Linked DNA regions of Anser cygnoides: region 1 is linked to region 2. Evidence: chromatin contacts called from public Hi-C data. All regions are on one chromosome and are shown on one strand. Each heading gives the region's core, a stretch centred on a gene start, on an enhancer-like site or on the middle of the called end of the contact. The rest is flanking DNA. Distances are from core to core; before and after follow the strand shown.

Region 1 (6,439 bases), core at 3,091-5,590, 460 kb after region 2:
CTGTCTTAAGCAGTGCCCTTCCTAAAGGCCCCACACCGAGAACCGGAGCCAAAAAGGGCAAAGGTAAGCGACGCCCTGAGCGCGGTACCTCCCTGCGGGAGCTGGGCAGAGCTGGCTTGCAAGCAGGCAGTGATGCCCACGGCGAGGAAGGAGGCTGGAGGCAGGCACTGCATCTCTCCCGTAGCCAGACGGACACCGGGAAGGCGGCTGCAGGCTTTGGATTCCACATCTCCTGCTTTTCCTGTCGCCTGGCGAAGTGTGCTGGTCACGGATAGGAAACGAGACAGGGCAGCGAGCGGCTGGCACACGGCGGTGAGCAGCACAGATAGAAACTATTCTTGGGTAAGACACCAGTGCCTTTAATAATAATGTTCATAAACAGTCATGGGAGTGTAAATCTTCTAAATTAAACCATAATTACGTTAGTGTTCAAACATTTCACAAGCACCACGCCAAAAGTACCACGTACACAAGTCTGTACTGAACGGCAGAACAAGTGCAGGGTTAGGAAAGTCCCAGTATCTCTCCGAATTAGCTGGTAATTTGTTGTCATTAGTAGCACACGTACTTAGGCAGCCATACACGGCATTCACGCAGGCAGAACTGATGATATAAGCTGTCCTCTGCAGGAGGCGCAGAGCAGCTTCATCCAGGCACGGCTGGGGGTCGCCCACCTGCAGAATTCACCAATGCTTATGTTAATAAAACGTACTTGGCTTTATTAAAAAAATGCTTGGCTTTTTTTAAAAGGGGCAGGCACATTAGTTGCTCATGCTAGAATATCATCCTGGGACAAGAAAACATAGTTATCCACTCAAGTTCCTTTCGTGATCCTTGTTTTTTGTTTCAGTCCACGCTGTATACACCCTTGCTGATTTTAATTCTTACGACAAAAGGAAAGATAAGCTGTAGAGAGCTTTATTCTTCTATAAGAAATATAAAATCAAACCATATAATTCATTTCAAAAGATATTTGGGAAGGAGAAATTAAATTTGAAATAGCTAATGGATTGTTATATTCATTGCAAACTAAAACTTCTCATTTCTGACAGGCACGTTTTGAACTGTTTTTCTTACCAGCCAACTGTTTTAATTCTTACAAAATCTATTGTATCAGGCTAAATTTATATAAAGTACTTCAAGGCAAAGATGCTGTTTTTACAGTTTCCAGGATCTTGTAGTTAGAAACCAAAATGGTACTCTGAAGCTTCCTTGTATTTTTATTCTTTTTCCTTTAAAAAAAGTGATTTTTGCAAGACCATGTGATTTTGTAATATCTGGAGTAAACATTGCTTTTAATCCAGCAAAGTCTTTGGTTTGAAGGGCTCATGAGATCACTCAAGCAAAAGGAGTTTTGCCAAACAATGGTTGGCAAAATGTGGCCATCTTAAATGGGCACAGACCCTAACCACAGCCTCGGCAGACTGGTTGAAAAAGTACGCTGTTCTAGCATTTCGTAGGGCACTAAAAATTGTTCCATGCACAGTTATCTCAGCCCACGGTATTAAAACTGCAGCGAGGCTGCAGTTGGTGACTGTTGTCCGTACAGTTCCTCTTATTCTAAAAATCTCAGCCTGAAATTTTTGAAGAGCTTTTGAAAAATTATATCAGTTTTGACCACTCTGTCACAAAAAAAAAAAAAATAAAATCAAAATTAATTTTCAAATGACAGAATAAAACCCCAACCTTTTACTATATGCTTGTATAGAACATTGAGAAATTCCAATGTCATGTAGTTGTCATTGAAATAAATTGATCAAGGACTTTCTGACTTGTTGCCTGATATAGGAGGTGTATTAACTTATTCAGAAAGTGTTTGCTAGTGTTAAGGTCTTATGTATTACCAATCATATCCCTAGGGCATGTTCTTTTGTGCTGCCCTGACATGGGGCGTAGGCATGTAGGCTTGACACTTTCACCAAGTCAGGTATACACTGACACATGGAACAAGCTTCACCTTGGACTTCAGGATTATGTGCCCCTGACAATTAATCCATATAGACAAATAAAGGAATTTTATGCTTAATTGGTATGTTAACTTATGGACAAGAAATTGCAGAAGACCCCAACCCATAAAAGTGTGTCTAGAAGTTATTAATATGAATTTATATAGAAGAGGATTTACCCCCCAAATTTGCATTTAAAAAGAAGTTGAGACTTAACCCTAGAAATAATATGACAAATTTTCCTGAATTTGTATATGCAGCTGAAGAGAATTCAGTAGTTATGGCTGTGTCACAATGTTGAATTTGGTGTATTATTCCATATTTGAAAGTTTCAGCAGTGCAAACTGTAAAATTACAAGTATCCAGTAGGTGTCATCTTCATACATACCACGTGTACCATAATCAATATATATATATATATATATATATACATATAATTTAACTAAGATTAACAGTAGGAGTCTTAAACACTGGAAGAAGTTTTCTGAAACATATGTGTAAAAATTGACGAATTTGACCTGATACACTTTGGTAACACTATGATTTCTGGAACTGTCACGTACAAATAATTTACACATATCCATGATAGTACTTACATGCCTAAATAACACCCGTAAAATATGACTGTAAACGTACATATTTAAACCTGAAAATCCATTTAATGGATTCCATTTAATTGATATGTCCTTAAAGCAATGTAAATATGTGCTATAACATTGCCTCTGATCCTGTATTGCAAAAATAGATTTAAGATCTTGACTTATGAGGACATTAAATGAAATTGGAAGGGCCTCAAGAAGGCATGGAACTCTGTTTCCATAAACGGTGTTTTAAGCTGTTGATTTCTTGAAATTCCACCTCATATAAAGAAATATTTTTGTATGAATTATTGAGAATTATCAAGTACACAGATCTGTTTGATTTACATTGTTTTTCATTACAAATGAAATACTTTTATTTACAGTTAGCCGCTCAGTAGCAGTTCGTTTAGCAGCTGGGGTAAAGACTCAGGAAAGTCTGAATCACTTTGATCCGGCCATCTGCAAATGTGAGTAAAATAAACAATTTTCACATTTTAAACCCTAACCTCTAACTATTATTTGGCACGAGGGCGGTTACTGGGTCAGAGTTATGCCTTCCACCATGTGATTAAAAAATGCACTTTGCCCATGTACACGGGTTTTGTAACGCAATCCTTTAGCAATCTGGCAACTTTTCTGGTTTTGCTAGTGCAGGGCATGGCTTAGGAAAGTTCATATGCAACTCTCTTGGGCCCGGTCCAACATCCTTTGAAAATAATAGAAAGGGCTTAAGCCGTGAGCTGGGCAGGCGTGTGGCAGGGCCGAGCTGTGACAGGTGAAGCCAGAGGCAGGCGTTTGCAGATGTCACCGCGTGGCAGAGGCCAAAAGGCACGGAGGGTGACCTCAGCGGGGCCTGCGAACTGCTTTTAATTGGCACGGGCAGTGCGCTGGAAAATGCCCCTGTTTCGGGTGGACTAACGTTGATTACATATTTGCATTTTTTGTTTGTTTCTCCACGCCAAGGCAGCTTGACATTTCCACGAGTCAGGTAGTCCGAACGCGTGGGGCACCTGTGAAGATGTGAGAGGAAGGAAACGTGATTTCAGAGGAAAACCTTTTTAATTTTTTCTCTTTTCCATATGATCTAGACCTACGGTCACGCATCCAGGAAGGCAGGTCTTTCGCATCACACATGAAAAAAAAAAAAAAAAAAAAAAGACAAACCAACAACAGGAAATTCTGCCTAACCCGTCCCTAATTAAAAGATCATCGCCCCGCCACGCTGCGTGACTCACTGAGAAGCCAGGAAGCGCTTACGGTGGCGAAGGCGGCCCAGGGGTGCCAGGGCAGGCCCGGGGTGGCAGTGGGGACCTGGGGGGGCCGTGATGGGACCCCCGGGGCCATGATGGGACCCCCGGGGTCATACTGGGACCCCCATCCCTCAGCGGTGTTGTGGGACAAGCCAGGCCTGCGTATAATAAAAATATAATATGAAATAAGCGCTTTTATTTGTATTTGTCACGGCGTAGTGCTTTCAGGCTTTAAGGAACACATCCTTACTCACGTCTGATGTGAGCCCACGCGGCTCTTTTTATTATTTTATTGATTTTTAACAAACTGTCAGCGCAGCGAGAGGGGAAGGCGAAGCCTCCGGGGGCCCGGCAGCCCACACCCGGCGTTACCTCAGGGGCAGGGGCAGGGGCTGGGCTCCCCCCATGGCCGCAGGGGAGCAGCGGGGGGCGGCGGGGGCCGCTCCCTCAGCGGGCCGGGGGCCGGGGGCCGGCAGCGGCGCCCGAGGCGGAGGCGGCGGCGGCGGCGGCGGGGGCGGAGCGGCGCCCTGTGACGGCCCCGCGGCCCCTCCCCGAGGCCCGGCCGGGGCCGGTAACGCTGAGGGAGCGCAGAGGGAACATGGATGCGGCGGCGGCGCGGCGGGGGGCCGGGCCAGGCCGGGGGCGGCGGCGGCGGCAGCGTGGTGGTAGCGACCCCGCCGGCCTCGTTCCCTCGCAGCCTTCTCTCCGCTTTTTTTTTTTTTTTTTTTAATTTAATTTTTTTTTTTTTTGGAGGGGAGTGGGGGATATGGCGGCCCCGGGCCCTCCGCAGCTCGCTTGGCTGCGGCTGGGCCCGCGGCTGCGTGCCGGGCTGGAGGTCGCGCTGCGGGTGCCCAGCTTGTTCCTCATCGACGCCATCTTCAACTCGGCCCCGCTGCCGGGGGGCTCCGTGTGCGCCGCGCTCCTGGCCGTGCTGCTGCGGCTGCTGGGTGAGACGGACACCTCCCCTGCCTCCAGGGGCTGCCCCCCGCACCCCGCCGCCCTGTCGCCGGGCCGGGCAACGAGGGGGACGGAGGGGACCCGGGGGGGGGGACGCCCCCAGCCCCCGCTGCCTCCCTCCACCCGCCGGGCCCCGGCCTCCCCCCCCCACCCCCCGGCTGCCGCCGGCCTTGTTTACAGCCGCACGCTGCCGCCCTGCCTGCCACCCCTGTCCCTTTTGTCGCCTCTCCCCTGCCCCCTGTCCCCGTCTGGCTGGCTCCTTGCTGCGGCCCCGGGCTCTCGCCCCTCCTGAGGCGTTGCTGCGGGGGAATCGCCTCCTTCCCCTTCCCTCCCGCGGGCCGGAGCGCCTCCCTGGTGTCGTCCGGGATCTGCCTTCCTTCTGCTGTGTCCCCAAGGATGTATTTTCCTCCCTGCCCCTCCTGCTGTCCTCCAGGATCTGTCTTCCTCCCTTGCCCCTCCTGGTGGCTTCCAGCCCTGCTTCCACCCCGCTCCCCTGTCTGCTGGTGGGTGTCCCCAGCTGGCGGGCACTGAGGGGCTCCCTGCGCTTCTTCCTCCTCCTCCTCCTCCTCCTTCCCCAGAGCGAGCCGACCCCTAGGAGCCTCCCAAACCCGCAAATGCTGTTAGGGGGGTGCTGGGGGTGTTTGGGGTGCTGGGGTGGGGTACGAGGAGGCGTCGTGGGGCCGCTGCCGGGTGGCGGTCGGCGTGGCCTGGAGGTTTCGGCAGCCCGCGGGGAGGGCCTGGGGATTCTGACAGCGCGCCTCGGCAGCGGCCTGCCCAACTGAAATACCCCGCTCAATCCCGCGTTTTAGGAACCACGGTTCAGAAGTACCTGATAGCCGGTTCCCAAACAACAACAAAAAGTGCTCGAGAGGTCTCGTGAAACTTCGGATAGTTCACTATTAAGTTATTTCTTTTCTGAGATGAAGGTTAAGTGGCTGTTACACCTATGCGATACTGTTTTCAGTATGGCGTGTAATGCTAAGGGAGGTTCTCTGGGTGCCCTGCGTGAGGTTGGCGCTTCGTTCTGCCCACGGCTGTATGGGTGACACCGAATTACGTTGGAGCTGGGAATCCTGTGACAGGAAGGAGACTCCGAAGTACAGCTGGAGGTTTTGCAGGCCTGCTACGTGTTGACTTTGTGTGGTTTTGATGTTTGTGTTAGGGAAAAAAAAATATGACCAAGGACACGGGTGGTACACCTGTTAGGGGAGGAAACTCGGGAGAGGTTAAAAGGAAAGATAAACAGCGAGAAGTGTTGTGGTGACAGTACTGCACCAGTTGAAGAGAGGAGGGCAAAAGGGGTCATCGGTTGCAGGACAGCAGGTAAGAGGAGAGCAAAGGAAATGAGAAACACAAAGCAGGTGCTGTGATCGGGCTGCTTCCCTGCAGCACCTGGGGAAGCTGCTGTGGCCAGCGGCAAGTCCTGGGACGTCCTGCCCTGCCTTGCTGCTGGTCCTGAGGGCTTTGGGACGGGCAGGAGGGGTTCTCCTTCCCTGTTGCCCATCTTCTGGACCTTTTGTTCCGCCCTTCTGTAACTGCTAAGAGTGCTTCTCGTTGAGAAAAGGTTCCTTTTTAAGGGAAAATGGCACTGCTGCGCCTCACCAAAACAACTTGAGGAGCCCTTCACTGTATGATCGAGATGCTGTAGGAAGTGCCTTGAACTTAATCCAATGTAAATGAGGATGGTGGATATGTTGTCGGATGA
Region 2 (6,421 bases), core at 908-3,407:
CTTTTACCTTCACCTTGCCTCAAACGAGGGCACAGCCAAAGCAGGAACAATGGACATTGCTAACTCTGACCGTCCTCTGCTCCTATGAAGGTGTCCCCAAGTCAGTGAGACAGCAGACACTGAGAAGCGCTATGTTAACTGCAGCAAGCTGCCAGAAGGGCAGAACTAGCTCCTATCAGCCATACACGGCTGAAAAAATGCACTCAAGTGAAATTCAGCAGAAGCAAGTGGCTAAACCAGAACAACAAAGAAACTGGAGGGAGGAATTTCGTGAAGTAGTTCGTATTTTGAAAGTTACTTTCCTCCTACTATGGGAAGCTATCAGCAATTGCTTCTAAAAAGTTAGCTGTTGGGTGTCTCTAAGGAAGTAAGCAGATGCCCAGGTGCCATTCAAACAGATAAGTGTGTTTAGGCTACGAGGCTGGGAGCTCTGGTGCCGAGTCCCTACACAGATGACTCAGGAAGGCTCAGCACAGGAAAGGGCCACTTTCCACTTTCCCCAAACAAAAAGGGAACTCTGGAGCACACGGGTGTCAAGCACAGATCACAACAAAACGACCTCGTTTGGCCTCAGGAATTAATTACACCAGGGTTGTAAAGCTGCAGATGCACAGCCTCCAGAGGGACAGCAGCCGCTTACAGTCTGCCACGGGTCTCCTTGGGACTGGAAACTTGGGAGAGGACAAAGCCATCAGATTCCAGTTTACCTTAGACTTTCTGCTGTATGCTCCTTAACCTAGATGGATGAAATATGCTGAGTAACTGGAGGTAAACGGCTCGCTGATATTGGGGAAACTGCAAAAGCTGCTACAGCCAAGTCTTTGCGCACCAGAAAGCTAGGGAAGAGACATTAGGACTTGAACATGCAGCTAGCAGCAGGATCACCATCTGTCATCTAGGGCACTTCTACATGTCTCCGCAATTTGAGTGCTTCAGCAAAGCCTGGCTGTCCTACAAACGAAGCAAGAATGACTCTATGCCTCGAAGCATGGGAAGTTCTGCAAAGAGGGGAAAAACACAAAGAAAGAAACCAAAACAAACAAAAAAAACGTTACAACCCATTTCAAAATAGGGATTCTGCTTTCACTTCAGTGAAAACTTTATATTTAACTTCCTCATTCCTGTTCCCACAACGAAAGCGGGCCAGCTGTTTTCTCTGCCTGACTTTGTATAGCCCTCCCTCACGTGCCACAGGCCGCTCAAGTCCTTGCAGGCTTTGACAACTGTTTCTCGTGTACACTGCAAAAGCAAAGCCGAGATCTTTACACAGCCTCCAGTGGCTGCTTGCAAAAAGACACCCCAAGAACTTCTTCCTTCTTAGTTCAGCAGTCTTGAAAAGAGGACAGGGAAGAGAAAAAGCAACACAAAACCCCAACCTGAATCCAAACAACTGAAGATCTGGGGCACTGAAAACATCACTTGGAGGCAGGGCTCGCCCCGGGAGCTGTGAGGGGGTTCCGCTCTGCCTTGGCTTGCCTTGGGAAGAGCAGAGCGTTACCTCTGGAGAGCTGCCAACTCCTCCAGGTGATGCTGAGCAGGGATGGGAGCAGCAAGACGGAGCTGGGAGCGGTGTGGATGGAATACCAGAAGGCCTCTGCGGCCACGCAGGTTGCCCTTAAGAGCGAATTAGGGTTTTCCCTAACACCGCCAAAAGCTTAAGGAAAGTTGTAGCCGTATTGCGCCCCACAAGTAAGTGTTTTTATTTAAGCACTAATTAACGCTGATTCTCAGCGCTGGTCTCCGAGCCCCCGCAGCATCCCCCGCGTGCACCTGCCCACGGGGCCGCCTGACAGGCGCCTGAGGGCGGCGGGGCTGAGGGGGGAGGGGGCGGAAAGGAACCCCCTCAGCGCCCGCAGCCCCCAAAGCTCGCTCGGAGGGAACCCCGCGGGAACTCACGGCCGGGGCTGCTCTCTCCCTGCTCGTCCTCCTGCCGCCGGGCTGCAGCGAGAGGAACTCGGAGCTCACGTCCATGGCGGCCAGGGGCGGCCGGCGGCTCCCGGCATTGCGCCTCAGCACCACCATGGCGCCGGCGGAGGGAGGCGCGGGGGCGGCGCCCACTGAGGCGGCTGAGGAGGCGCCGTGCACCTCTGCGGATCCCTCCGCCCCACACGGAGCCCGCCATCTCCCTCCTCTCCCCTTTCTTCCTCCTCTCCTTTCCTTCCTCCATCCCGCCGCCGCCCGGCTCCCCCCCCTCACGGAGACCGGCCCTCGCCCGCCCTTTTCCTTTGGAACTTTTTTTTTTTTTAAACTTTCCGGCGGAAGGTTACACGCGGAGGGCCGCCGCACTGTTTGAGACTTTTGGCGGGCGGGAAGCGGCGCGTGCCGCCCCCTCACATGGGCGCCGCCTCCTCACGGGCTCCGCGCCCGCCCTGAGGCGGCGCCGCGGCTCCCCAAGGAGCCCGGCCCCGCAGTCGCGTCCCCTCACGGAAACCTTCCCCCGAGCATGGCGGGGCCGGCTGAGGATCGGTACCGGCCGGCGGTGCCTCCCCGAGCCGCCTGCGCCTACACCGGCTGCTACTGGTAAGGGAGGCGCCACAAAATGGCGGCCGGCGCCTGACCGGAGGCCGGCGGCGCTCTGAGGGGGGAGCTGGAAACGGAGCTAAAGCTTCCCCCCGGGAGACCTTCCCGACCCGGTTTGGGTTGCTGGAGGTGAAGGTGAAAGGGGGATTGAAAAGAAAACGGCACCGTCGACGGTTGTGTTTTGCAGTGAGGAAAACGTGTGGAAGCTGTGCGACTACATCAGGGGTCAGGGGGAGTATCCTTTGGAGGAGTTCTACGCGGTTTTCATATCCAACGAGAGGAGGATGGTGAGTGGGTGAGTTGTGCGCTCCGTGGGGCCGGGGATGGTAAACTACAGCCAGGGGCAGGTGAGAGCTGGCCCCAGGCCTTTTAACTACAGCCTGGGGTAAATGAGACTTGGCCCCAGGCCCTCCTGCAGCAGCTCGGTGGGCTCGGAGGCGTGCAGGCAATGCCACCTGGGAGTACGAGGAATTTCATTTGTTTCTGGCCTCCAGACCCCACGCAGCATTTGCTCCAAGTTAGACATCAAGGCAACACCAGAACCTGAGAAACAGTAAAAGCAAACAGCTAGAACTGCCACGCCACAATAGAGCCCTGCTCTCTCCTCTGGACGCCCCAAGGATAACATAAGGGGAACAAAAGGTTCGTGGCATTCTTCTGAAACTTAAATGAAGTTACTCTAAAACAACAGAGCAGGACAAACATTGATTATAATTAAAGGTTGGGCTAGATGATCTTAGAGGTCTTTTCCAACCATTCAAATTCTATGATCGTCCTTATCTGACGCACTTGGATTGTGGGAAAAAAGAGTCATGGTGTCCCTACGGGCTGTGGGGCCATTCTTCCCTGTCATCCATCAGTTTAGTGGAATGATTATATGGTCCAGAATAGCATCCAGCTTCATCCTTCTGAAAGATAGAAACTGGAGCAGGTTTTCTGACAGCAGCACTGATATAAGCTGATGAAACAGAGAGTTCAGCAAAGAACTTACTCAACCTGAAACTAATCTCTGTAAGTCAGAAGTGGTTTATGCCAAATTACTTAACTTTCAGATCCCACTGTGGAAACAGAAGTCAGGGCATGGAGATGAACCTGTCGTCTGGGTAAGGCATTCTGTTCTTTTTTTCTCAGTATTCAAGTGCATGCTTCTGCAGTTGAGATCTGCAGGATAAGATGTGGGCAGCATTAGGCACCTCTGCTGCAATGAACTTAGGTTTCTGTTCCCTCTGAGCATCAGGAAGCACTCTCACTGTGCAGCGGGCTGGGCTCTGGCACAGGTTGTCCGGGGTGCTTGTGGAGTCCCCCTCTTCAGAGATGTCCGAAAGCTGCAGCCTGCAGTGGGTTGGACCAGATGACCTCTGGAAGTCCCTTCCAACCTCAGCCTTCCTGTAGCTCTGTATTAGTGTTTATTATTCTTCTGCAGCAGCCTAAATCCAGTCCTCCTTTTATTGTTCACAGGAAAATAACAGTGAGATGGCCCATAAAACCGACAGGTGACAAAGCTTAGTTAGCATCGGTAAGAGTGCACAACAATTATGTGAAAATTACTGTCTGGATTTGTTGGGGGCCCGCCAGCTTTGTAGGACATTAAATAGATGTCTTGTAAGAAGCTGATGGATGAAAATATCCATATAGGTCTGACATGGGATTGAAAAATGTAAGGCATACGTGTCTTCAGGTGCCAGCATGTATGTAAGCTGTTCCAGTGTCTTTGGCATGTCATTTGATTGACTATACTTCAGTAGTTGCTACTACAGAATTCCTTTAAAAGATGTGTAGTTATGGTTATATCATATGGGGAAAAAAAATAATGTCGTGTGGCAATTTGTTTCAGAAATTGTGTTTAAAAAAAAAAATCTATGAATTTCTCAAATTCTGTAATTGCAGAATCATTTTCTGGAAAAATATCAGTGTGTTTATGTTGTAAAAAAAGGCTTGGTTTAAAAAGAGGTCCAAGCGTTATCAAGATGATCTGAGAAGGAGTAGGAGTTAACTGGTAACAACTACCTTCAATTTAATTTTGTAAAACTGCAGTGTAAGTAACTAATACTGAAAATAGTAACTCGAGTTTCTCCAAACCCCCACCGTACCTATGCTTCTTGCATGTTAAGGAATAAAAGATGTGGTGTTAGGACTAGCGTACGCTTCAGGTTAGCTGCCCAGGCTGAAATCAAAGAAGGGTACAAAAGAATGGGGAGAATACCAAGGTGTACCAAAAGGCACGAGGGCTGAGGCAGGCATTAGGAAACCTCTCTCCTGGTGCTGGAACATCACAGGCCTGATACCTGAGCGGTAGGAAGCAGGATTTAAAGAAGAGGAGCTGTAGCCTCAGCTTTTAGGAGGCTTTTTTTCTACTCCCTTTGCCAGTTTCTGATTAACAACTGTTCAGCTCATGACAATTACCGTTCTTCCCAGGACTACCACGTTATCCTACTTCATGTTTCCAGTGGGGAGCAGAACTTCATTTATGATCTTGACACAGTGCTGCCGTTCCCGTGTCCTTTTGACGTGTACAGCAGGGAGGCCTTTAGGCTGGATGACAGCCTTCACCCCGAATTTCACAGGTGGGGACAAAAAAAGATGAAGACCGCGAATGTTATTTCACAAAGTCCAAGTTGAAGTTCACTCTGTGGATATACAGTGATAGAAGTCTTTTGTTATGCTCCAAGAAACTAAATGCACTGCATTATTTTTCTAAAGCTCTTTAGTTGCCGTTGTTTAATTATCAATTAATCATTGTTTTGATCATCTGTGATCAAAAGCCCTTCCTTGCTGTAGTTTATTCTTAACTGGCCAGCTGCTTGGCTCAGTATTTCTGAGTGAAGTATTTAAGTTAAGGCTCTCTGGGAGGAAGAAAGGGCTCTTGTCCAGAGTGACTAATGCAGCATTACATAAATATATCTTCTGATATATCTTCGCATTATTGTTCAGGAAAATCCGAATGATACGAGCAGATTTGTACCTGAAGACGTTTGCTTCAGACAGATCTCACATGAAAGATGCAAATGGCGAATGGCAGAAACCTCCTCCCTCGTACCCCTGCATTGAAACAGCAGGTAAGCCGGCAGAACTCCTTTTTCCAGAGTTGAATGATTTAGTTAGTGGTGGGCGCAATAAATAAAAGTGCTTTTAGACACGTATGCGGAAGTGTATCCAGCTGGCTTAGTGTGTCAGGAAGAAATGGGGCTCTGCAGTGCTTGCCTTTTCCGAACATACAAAGTGTAGCATGCCTCCTGGCAGCTGCCATTGCCGTTACCAGACACGAACTACTGATCTTCAGAAACTGAGCAGAGAGTAAGAGGTATGAAATGCTGTTCCCCCATTGCTAATGCGGAGCTGAAACAGAGGCCAAGCAGCCTGCTTAGGGTCAGAAAGGGAATTTTTAACACGGCGATTACCACGCTTCAGCGGGCAGGTTCCATCTTGCCAGAGCACGTTATTTTGACAGGACCAAGTTCTCTGGTTCAGCTGGGTGCGGTCAGTTTGCCTGCGTGAGTTGTTTGAGGTTTCTCTACCAGGTGAGTGGACTGAAGGATGCTTCGAAAGCAAGCAGCAAGCTGCAAATTTTTCCCAAAGCCCTGAGTGGTTTAGGTAATAGCCTGGGGTCCGAGCAGAGAAATGGAGAGCTACCATCTCTTCCAGTCTGCACAGCTTCTTAAACCATTTTTATCACATGGCATTTCAGCTTACTCTAACCATGTGTTTGGCAGGCTGGCTAATGTTTGCTGTGTGTTTGTTCTCTCGTTTTCTTCCCAGATGGAGAAAAGTGCGGTGAAGTTTTGTTTCGGTAGAGTTTGTTGTTGCTGTGCATGTTTGGTTTTGCTGCTTTTTTAATCATATGATAATACTGTGTGCTTCTGTTAGAGAAGGTGGGGTCGAAGGAACACTGTTCGTGTTTAGA

The links. Hi-C and Micro-C count contacts between places; a contact is called where the count stands out from the background.
Region 1: a Hi-C map of liver shows a contact between it and region 2, with 2.1 times the contacts expected there. The contact joins the promoter of RNF139 here to the promoter of ATAD2 in region 2. A contact is called at or near these places in 2 of 7 Hi-C or Micro-C datasets (granulosa cells and liver).

The regions. Positions count from the first base shown.
Region 1 is chr2:151,871,408-151,877,846 of Taihu_goose_T2T_genome, forward strand. It overlaps RNF139 (ring finger protein 139), which reads left to right and starts at 4,341. Exons shown (of 2, transcript XM_066990732.1): 1 at 4,341-4,724. The coding sequence starts at 4,544.
Region 2 is chr2:151,416,230-151,422,650 of Taihu_goose_T2T_genome, forward strand. ATAD2 (ATPase family AAA domain containing 2) reads right to left here and starts at 2,158. Exons shown (of 28, transcript XM_048048765.2): 1 at 1,897-2,158. The coding sequence starts at 2,022. It overlaps NTAQ1 (N-terminal glutamine amidase 1), which reads left to right and starts at 2,293. Exons shown (of 5, transcript XM_066990719.1): 1 at 2,293-2,520; 2 at 2,708-2,807; 3 at 4,936-5,084; 4 at 5,452-5,576. The coding sequence starts at 2,444.